Regions from separate parts of the Zea mays genome. Here region 1 is linked to region 2. Evidence: chromatin contacts called from public Hi-C data. All regions are on one chromosome and are shown on one strand. Each heading gives the region's core, a stretch centred on a gene start, on an enhancer-like site or on the middle of the called end of the contact. The rest is flanking DNA. Distances are from core to core; before and after follow the strand shown. Region 1 has its middle 30 kb from the start of LOC103638520. Region 2 holds the start of LOC103638522 (DEAD-box ATP-dependent RNA helicase 31).

Region 1 (4,908 bases), core at 2,116-4,615, 200 kb before region 2:
CTATACCCCCATTGTACACCTGGATCCTCTCCTTACGCCTATAAAAGGAAGGACCAGGGCCCTCTTAGAGAAGGTTGGCCGCGTGGGGACGAGGACGAGACAGGCGCTCGCGTAAGGCCGCTCGCTCCCTCTCCCGCGTGGACGCTTGTAACCCCCTACTGCAAGCGCACCCGACCTGGGCGCGGGACGAACACGAAGGCCGCGGGATTTCCACCTCTCTCACACCCATCTCCGGCCACCTCACTTCCCCCCTTCGCGCTCGGCCTCGCGTCGACCCATCTGGGCTGGGGCACGCGACGACATTCACTCGTCGGCTTAGGGACCCCCCGGTCTCGGAACGCCGACACACCTAGTCTAATTTCACCATCTCATCAGTACAACATTATTTTTATTCACAATGTTTACATCCTGACCAAGGTTGCAGGTCAGTGATCAAGTCTCCACTGTTCGGGGATATAACGGCGATCCGAATCGATTTACCCAGCTGAGGATCTCTAACCACACAACATATGTAGCACTTAACCCTTGCATATGTCAACCATTCCCACAGATCATCCACAACGTGAACCGGTCAGCGCTACCCGGGAGCACAGTACTCCTCCATCCAGCCTCCAGCTAGGAGGGTACACGCTACTCCCACCATCTCCCACGTCCAGTGGGCAGTTGTCTTTTCACGTATGTAATAGCCGGGTTCAAGCTTACCATGTCCCATATCCAAGGCATGTGGCTAGTTAAGATAGTCCTTGATCATATAGGCCTATATACGCATCCAATCCTTAATTAACCTGGGTAGAACATCACCTGTTCCTAGCCCAAGTCCCGATTTAAGTACTTCCATCCTTAGGATTGTTTGTGTTCCTAAGGATGAAAAGAGAATTATAGGGAACTTTTATAGTAAGATCCCACCATGCTCCCAATGAAAATATTCTTGCAGGTAGAAGTCATCCTTTCTCAGGATAAACCTGAGCTAGACATAAGTGCAAAGGACAAACTCTATCTGCTTATAAGCAGGGCTAAGCATTTTTTTGTAAATCATATTTGATACTTCACCAGAAGTATCTATAAAAGGAATGGATTTCAAGGTAGCCAATGCATCAAAGGGTTTCCAAGCAACTCCTATAAACCTAATGCACATTCACTAGACTTAAAGTGTGTAAAAATAATTTAAAAACACAAGGAAGGGGTTGCATGCACCGGGGCTTGCCTGGATAACACTAGGTTAGTGTTTGTTAGGTGGCGACCACTTGGCGATCAGCCTTTGTTCTGACACTTGTTCTATCTGCCCTTCAGGTTGGTCCGACTGACGACATCGTTGTACGAAGAAGACCACTCCTTGCACCATCTTGAGGTCAACTTAGTTATGGTTCTCTGCATCACGTAGTTAATTCACGTGCCTGAATGAAATGCATTATGCACATGAATGCATAGCACTGACTTCACTGCACAACTAAAATTTCTCGCATGAAATGCCGATAGCACCTACTAGCAAAGCACTAAAATTACTAAGCAAATAACTCTAGCTTACCAGCATCAAATGTGACTCAATACTCGTAAGAATGCTGATAAGTCCTGGCTCGGGCTTGTCGTAGAACATCAGATGAGTGTTGTGCGGCTTCGCTTTCTTCTTCATCTAATTCCCTCTTTCCATATCGAGCGCTTGCAACCATCACACAATATCAACAGCTAGTAATTTAACTCAAAATTTACCAAAAACACTGGCGCTCCCCGATTCACTTTATTTTACCAAGCAGGGTGGCGTACGAACTTGACCCTAGGCTTAGATGCAAGCTGGAGCAGAGTAGGACGAGGCCAGAGGTCCGAAGTGGCACCGTGTGGTGGAGATCGACAGCCGGGTATTGACGAGTGCGTGGAGTCTTACAGAACCGTGATGCTAAAAATGGTGTGGTAATGAGCGAACACGTGGTCCAGTGACGACAAGGTGTCCAAATGCTGCGAGGCAACGACGTGGTCGACAGTCGGCCCCACGGTCAAATTTGGAGATGAGTGCGCATAAGATGACTGGGGAGACGCGGCCGATTACAGCAACACAGAGTCTCACGGTGGTGATGAGCTCGGCAAGAGACAAGGACCGGGCGACGACATCCGCGATTGCGTGCAGGAAAACCGGCGAGCTGCTGACTGGGAGCGACGTCGTGGAACGAGCAGGTAGACGACGACGTGAGTGCAGCAAGCAGGGAGAAGCGAGCTTGTAGGGGAGCTCACCGAGTTTGAATCGGGATTGGGACTCCTATGCGCTACGGCCATGGAACCGAGGACGAGCGCTTGATGTTGGTGGCGTCTGAACATGGCCGACGTAGGAAGCTCACAGGGGCGCGGTCTATGCGACGCAGGGAAGAGAGGCGAGACGCCATGTTGTCGAGGGGGTGCTGGGCTCGGGTGTAGATGAGACCGAGCCGAAGGACAGCGAGCAAGGGCGTGCGCGGCACCAGAGAAGCCGAGCAGAGGAAACCAGCGTGTGCGCCATGGCCGGGTCGCCGACGAACGGGAACTTGCGTTAGTGCCAGGGAGGCGGAGTAGAAGGCCGTGGCCACCAGGGAGGCATGGCCGGCGTCATGGATGGAGTTTGATACTAATGAAGGAGGCCGGCTCCAGAGCTCGGAGACCTGAGGACGGTGGCGGACTTCACCGGCGAGGCTGGCCGGTGGCAAGACAGAAGCCCCACGCGAGAAGCGGATGGAGATGAACGGCACCAGACGTGAATGACGTCGACCTTGACGCCGTCGATGCCAGAGGCCTGGAGGTGGGAGTGCAAGCCATTGTAGAGCTCGTGCGCGTAGAGCACCATGGCTGGGGAGGACGGAGCTCAAGCACAGGGACGAGCATGAAGCAGTGAGAGCATACCAAAAACAGAACATTGGAAATCAAATGCTCGAAAGAAAACCCATCAATGGCAGCTCAGATCCAGCGAGGCCCAACCATGCCGCGACCAGAACCCACCGCGGACCCCGCCCCCATGGTCCCCCAACCCCAGCCCACGCCGCCATAGCACCGTCGCCCGCAATCCGTCGTGGCGCGATGGGAAGAGGGGTGGCCCCGGGGAGGCGCGAATGCGAGGATGGTCGCCGCACAGGATCCGTCCCATCGCCCTGATGTCGTCTTTGCTCACGCGGGCGGTGGGTTTCAGTGGTTACTGGCCGCTGCGAGTGAGAACTAGAGCCATGGCCAGGAGAGGGCGAGGAAGGAGATGGGAGGAGAGTAGCTCGTTCGTGCGTCATGGCGAATAGGAGCTGGGTGCGGCTGGAAAAACAGTAGATGAGGCGCGCGCGGAAGAGAAGAAGAATCCAAGGATGGCTGGAGGGAGATGGAGCAGAGGATATGGGTGCGCCATGGGACTTTGTGGCTGGAAGGAGATAGAGCGCACTGGGCTGGTCGGTGGGAAATATCCCAGGCGGATGAGATCGCGGCGCGCAGGGATATTTTGCGATGGTGGAAAAATCCCAGGCAGATGAGATCGCGGCGCGCAGGGATATTTTGCGATGGTGGAAAAATCTGAAGAAGACGACGGCTAAAGGATAGGGATGAGCGGGGGAACAGAGGTGTGACCAGATTTTTTTTAGATTTTTCCAAATTCCCTTTTTTCTCTACTCGAAAATTTAAATAAAAATAAATATCAGTCAGAGATCGAGGCGAGAATTTGGAAAGGTGGAAGAGGACCAAGTTAAAATGATTTTAGTCACAATATTTAATCGGTGTTAGATTAATTAAAATCAGACGAACTTCGTCTGGTTTTCCTTGGATTTCGAGTGTGATCCGATTAAATTTTACATTAAAACTTTTGTCGTCGAGTTTAAATTAATTTGCCTGGGATAAAATCATAAGAGTAGGTCGAGCTTCCGAATTCGTATTCGCGCGAGCGATGAATTTTAAATAATCACTGGACGGATCGATTTTCGGAACAACTATGTTCCGAACATCACGAAAATTTAGGAAGAGCCCGGATAGATAAAAACGATGTCGAACTCGTGACCGACGAAACAGATGCGATATTAAAATTGCGATAGGCGAAGATGATTAAAATTTAGCATCTATTTTATCCACTGATATTACGTGCTTAAATCCATACTCGTTGTCGAGCAGACTATAAACACCAGGGGTGTTACATGTCCCGAAATCTTTGTCAAGAAGAAGGATCAAACGCTTCAGATGTGAGTAGACTATAGACCCCTTAATGAGGTCACAATTAAGAACAAGTACCCTCTTCCCCAGATTGATATCTTGTTTGATCAGTTTACCGGAGCTTGGGTATTTTCCAAAATTGACCTCAGGTCGTGCTATCATTAGATCCGTATCCGACCCGAAGATATACCCAAGACCGCATTTACTACGCGGTACACATTATTCGAATATTTGGTTATGTCTTTCGGATTAACGAATGATCCTGCCCACTTCACATATCTAATGAACTCGGTATTTATGCCCCAGTTGGACAAATTTGTGGTGGTCTTCATTGATGATATCTTGATTTATTCCAAGAATGAAGAGGAGCATGCTCAGCATTTACGGACCATATTAACGCGCTTAAGGGAACATCAATTATATGCTAAATTCAGCATGTGCGCGTTTTGGCTGGAGGAAATCCAATTCCTAGGACATGTACTCTCTGCAAATGGGATTGCGGTTGATCCCAGCAAGGTCAAGGATATTTTAGAGTGGAAACCACCAACCACTGTACATCAAGTTCGAAGTTCCTTGGACTGGCTAGCTATTACCGCAGGTTTATCCTGTATTTCTCCAAGCTTGTGAAGCCAATCACAAGCTTATTAAAGAATGATACAAAATTTAACTGGTCCTCAAGATGCAACGAAGCCTTCGAGCAGCTGAAGGTGTTATTGACCAATGCTCCGGTATTAGCTCAACCGGACATTGAAAAGTCTTTTGATGTGTATT
Region 2 (4,783 bases), core at 811-3,310:
AGCAGCAAACCGAGTAGCTGCAAGAGAAGTCTATAAAACAAAATATGCATTATTAGCTAAGTACATTGAAGAACATATGCATAAGTACATACACATACCTTATTTGCATCAGTAAGGCCACTTGGGTTTTGTCGAAGCATAGTCGTCATGTATCCAGCAAAGGTAGAACATTGAGTTTTGATACTATCCCACCTGCTCATCAGAGATTTCGTAGACCTCTCTGCATTGATCCTCTTCGAGAGTTGTATGCCTCTGCAATCCAATTCCAAAAACCTTGACGCTTATGACCAGTGTTATCTACGGGGTCACAACTGACAGCCAACCAAGCTTGACAAACCCTCATATCCTCCTCAGACGTGAAATTTGCTAGCTTTGTGCGTTGAGGACCCTTCTTCACTAGAGGTGCAGCTGGTGACCCATGTGCTGGTATATCAGGTTGAGGAGGAGCAAAACCAGTGTTCTGAAACTGAGTGCCATCTTCCTCGTATAGGAAACTGCCATATTGTGCTATTACTTGGTTCCAGTCGGTACCCATGCTGTAGATTTAAGGTTGGCACATCAAATAATAAGTCATGAAAATGAAAAAGTGTAGTACATTGAGCCAACCATTTCAAAGAAATAGAAACCATGACACATTAAATAGGACAACCACAATAATGGCACAAGTGTTGAATACTACATATATTGCAAAGTTCATAACATTTAACATAGCAGGTCAACGTCAACAGCACATCAACGATACCAGGAACTTGTGACACACAACCTAGGTGTTTTGTTCACATACAAAAGAGTACTACGACTTCTAGAAACCTAAAACATATTTCGTTGCACCGAGCACTTTATTTAGGTGCATGGTAATCTAGTAGGGATATGTGTCGTCGGTAGAGTAGTCACGTCCGTCGTCGTAGCCGACGATATCATCAGTGTTCAACTCTGAATCATAGTCAATCAAAAGCTCATCCTCTATTTATGATGATTCAACAATTTCTGAACGGTCCATGTGCTCCATCTCCCAGTCTTTTTTCAGTACAAGGTGATCAAGGTCCTTCGCGAGGTCCTCGATCTGAACTAAAGCACAATTCATTTCATTGATGACTGGTGTGCTAACTGGTTGGAAGGCACCGTGGACGACATCGATGATGTCAGCACAACGCTGCTCCACTACTCTGATTAAATGAGCGAGTGCTCTTTGGAGCTTTGCGTTCTCCGAATCCATGGTCTACATAAAAGATATGGTTCTGTTAAAATACTGAGTTGAAAATTTCATGTATACCGTCGGGTAGTTGGTAAAATGATGGTAAATAGGCTCAGAACCAGCAAGTATTCGCAATAGGCAGTTGAAATTTTGATTAACATTACTCAACATAAACCAAGGGGTCAACGAATCCTAGAACCATCGATTCATTGTTCCCTTTAACCCTAAACCCTAGATCTGGACGATTTGCAGCATATGAAGTACGAGAACCCTAAAACCAAAATGGATCTGCAATCAGAAGCCAAGCTTTGTACCTTGTTCTCTTCGGATCTGGAGCAGCCGAGCGAATGGAAGACGATGACGATAGCGGCGAGGAGCTGCGCTTGCGTTTCTCCGCACCAACCTTCTTCGTCGCCGTCAACCTTCTCAGCCTCTTCGCGATGGCAGTTCGACGTCGACCAACACCGACGCTTGCACCCAAATCTTGGATCTTTCTCTCCTCGCCGGCCACCTCCTTGCTTCTAGCCACCGAGAGCGATCCGCCGCCGGACCCGCCCGCGCACGGCCTCTTCGAGCCCAGCTTGGCCGCCTCCTCCGATGACCCGCGCCGCAAGCCCCCTCGTTGAGTGGGATCGAAGTCGCCAGCGACGGGAGAACAGAGCGTCCAGATTTTTCACCACCGCGGGAGCCCGAATCCTCGCCCGGATACCGGACGCTCGGAAGTCTCTACATCTAGAGTGCGTGCGGCGTCCTCTAAATTTTAAAGTATCGTTTAGAGTGTATTGCTGGATGCGTAGAATACCAGTGCAAACTCTACATGAGTACAGAACGTTTCACAGGACGCCGCCTAAACCCCCGGCCGGGATGGCGGGATCCCAATTCTTGGGTATATGGCTGCATACATTTGTTTTTCCCGATTCCACTTTCTCATCCTTAAACCCTAAACCGTCTGCCGGCCGCCATGCGGCGCCACCACCACCTCTTCGTTATCCTCCGCCGCGCGGTCGCCTCCTCTGCCTCCCAGCGCGCGCAGCCCCTTCCCTTGCTCCACTCCGTTGCGCTCCGAAATGGCGCAGCTGGTTCCTTCTCCCCGTGCTTCTTCTCCTCCCGCGCCCGTTCCTCGGTCGGCGCCGCGAAGAGCCTTGTGGAAGACGAGGCGGAGCTCAGCGACTGGATTAGCGACCTCAAAACTGACTCGTTCCACCTCGGTCTCAGCAGCGGAGACGAAGGCGATGCGCCGTCCACCCGCAGGTCCTCGGTCGGCTCATCCAGGGGCGGCCGAGGTGGGTCGGACTCCAGGGGTTCGTTCCCGAGGTCAAGTACGGCCGGCGGTGAGTTCAGTGGAGACAGACGCGGCGGCTTCGAGCAGAGGGGGAGGATGATTAGTAGTGGACTGGATGATGCTGATTCCGGCTTTGGTTCCTCCAGGGGAAGGCGGGGACGGGGTGAGAGGACGTCGGGGTTCGTGAGAAGAGGAGGGAGGGGGAATGGATTTGATGAGGAGGCCACATTTAGGTCTCCTAGGGAGCAGCGAAGCCAGCGAGGGAGGGCTTCAGGTGTGGCGAGAAGGGGAGGGAGGTACAGTGACTTTGACCAAGATGATGGTGACACTGGATTTGGGTCTTCAAGGGGAAGACACGGTGCCAGTGGTCAACTGTCTGTATCCTCACACAGAAGAGGAAGGGTGAGTGATTTAGATGACGATGAGGATAGTGATGATGATTTGGTTGGGTTTGGGGATCTTGATGGAAAGCAGCATCATGGTCGCAGGAAAGGGGGAAGGGAAAACACAGTTGGGCTGGGCCGAGGTCGGGGCAGGAGGGATTTGGGTCTGTCACGAAAGGGAGGGAGTTACAATGATTTTGGTGATTATGATGACGGAAGGAGAAGGACGTCCGATCTTTTGCAGAGAACAGGGAGAGGAAGCGATTTAGATGACGATGAAGATGATGATGCTGGTCCAGTTGGGTTTGATGGTTACAGTGTAAGGCAGCAAGGTGGCAGGAGAGGCAAAATGGCGAAGAGTGTTGGACCACATCGGGGTGGGAGGGGCAGCGATACGGACTTTGGTCACCGACAGCCAAGGGGTCTGAAAAAAATTGACTTTGGCTTGTCAGAGGATGATGATGAGGCGGGGGAAGTTGATGAGGAAGATGAGCCATCGGGGTTCGAAGATGATCTTTTTGAAGACGAGGGTGATAAGGAGGATGTGGGACATATAATAGGTAATAAGTCTGGCTCATCTATGTTACCCGAAGATGAGCCAGCTAAAAATGAAAGTGTACAGGGCAGAAGTGCTGGGGGTGGTGATTCTTATCTGAGCCAGAAGAGGTAGCTCTTAACTCTTAGTGATGCGAAGAGTATTTATGGTTCTCTTAGGTAGATAGATAACTTGTTCTTTTCTTGATGGCAATTATTGATATGCATCAATTGAAAACAGGAGAAAAAATGGTGGTTCATATAATCATCTTTTCTTAATTGCCAAGTGTACTTCATGATTACTTCCAATTATCTGTAATCTACTTGTGATTTGTGAACTTGTATGATGTTTGACTCATTGTCTGCATTAATAACATGGCAGCTATCACTAGTACTTTATTGTTCGAACCTTCTACTTCTGCTTCCAACTTGGCTGCAACATCTCCTATCCTTTTGTGTTGTTTGGTGGGTTTCTGATTAGTGTAACAGATTCTGGTTCACCTGATGTGGAAGTGTTATGAGAAACCTATGTATTTCCAGTCAGCCAAAGCCAGTGAATCTGAAGACATTAAGGCTGTGGAGAATCTGTGAGAGTTTTGAGGATTATTCAGGAGTCCTATGACTTAGTTTAACTGTCATCTCAGTTATGGTTTGCATCTAGCGGCACTGGAGCTGCTATTTGAAATTCACAAACAATGCATATTTTGAATTCATAGTAACTCCCATAGGTAAGGGATCGAACCTGTTAAAGATAGAGCAGTGGAGGAAAGATACAGAGATATATTGCTTTGTTTATATTCCTCACCGAGACTGTAGGTTAAATTGTTTAATGATTTTGGCATTTAGGCTATTATTGTGAACACACCCTTGGTTTCTTTGAACTTCTTAGCACAGTTTTGTGATAATTGGTCTTTGTAACATAATTTGGAGGACTTGGCAAACTGTTGCTAAAATTTTCCTGATTGATCAATGTTGGAGCTGCGGTTTCTAAGAAGGTATGAGTGGTGAGAAGGGCGAGGCTCTGGACCACGACGTTTGGGCGTCGTTGTCCTAGGGTTAGGGCTGCTGGCTGGAAGGGGCGTGGTACTGGTCACGGGATGAACAATATCCACGGTGAACAGTAGACACAGGAAAAGGGGGAAGCCGAGCAAGATGATTTGCTTGCTTAATGTTTCATTGATTGAAGGGGTACATTTATAGGGCTGAGATAGCAGCCTTCCTTATCTAATATCTTAACAAACCAAATCCTTATCTATCTAAACAAACTCCTTATCCATATCCATCTAAACAAACTAACTGATACTTATCCATCTAAACAAACTAACTGATTTTATTAGAGCTGCTAGGCTGTCGGTCATAACATCTCTCCCGGCCTCCAAAAACAGCTCG

What was found. A called contact is a pair of places that touch in the nucleus more often than the background predicts.
Region 1: a contact with region 2 is called in a Hi-C map of ear, with 3 times the contacts expected there. The contact joins the enhancer-like site here to the promoter of LOC103638522 in region 2. A contact is called at or near these places in 2 of 25 Hi-C or Micro-C datasets (ear and leaf).

What each region holds. Positions count from the first base shown.
Region 1 is chr9:65,546,073-65,550,980 of Zm-B73-REFERENCE-NAM-5.0, reverse strand. No RefSeq gene overlaps it. Among protein-coding and RNA genes, the nearest start is that of LOC103638520, 30 kb to the left of the region's middle. Within about 2 kb of position 3,365, at least 10 of the 20 cell types and tissues checked have an H3K27ac peak or open chromatin away from gene starts, as enhancers often do. A contact at or near this core is called in ear and leaf, where this site is marked.
Region 2 is chr9:65,345,143-65,349,925 of Zm-B73-REFERENCE-NAM-5.0, reverse strand. It overlaps LOC103638522 (DEAD-box ATP-dependent RNA helicase 31), which reads left to right and starts at 2,060. Exons shown (of 11, transcript XR_558851.3): 1 at 2,060-3,526.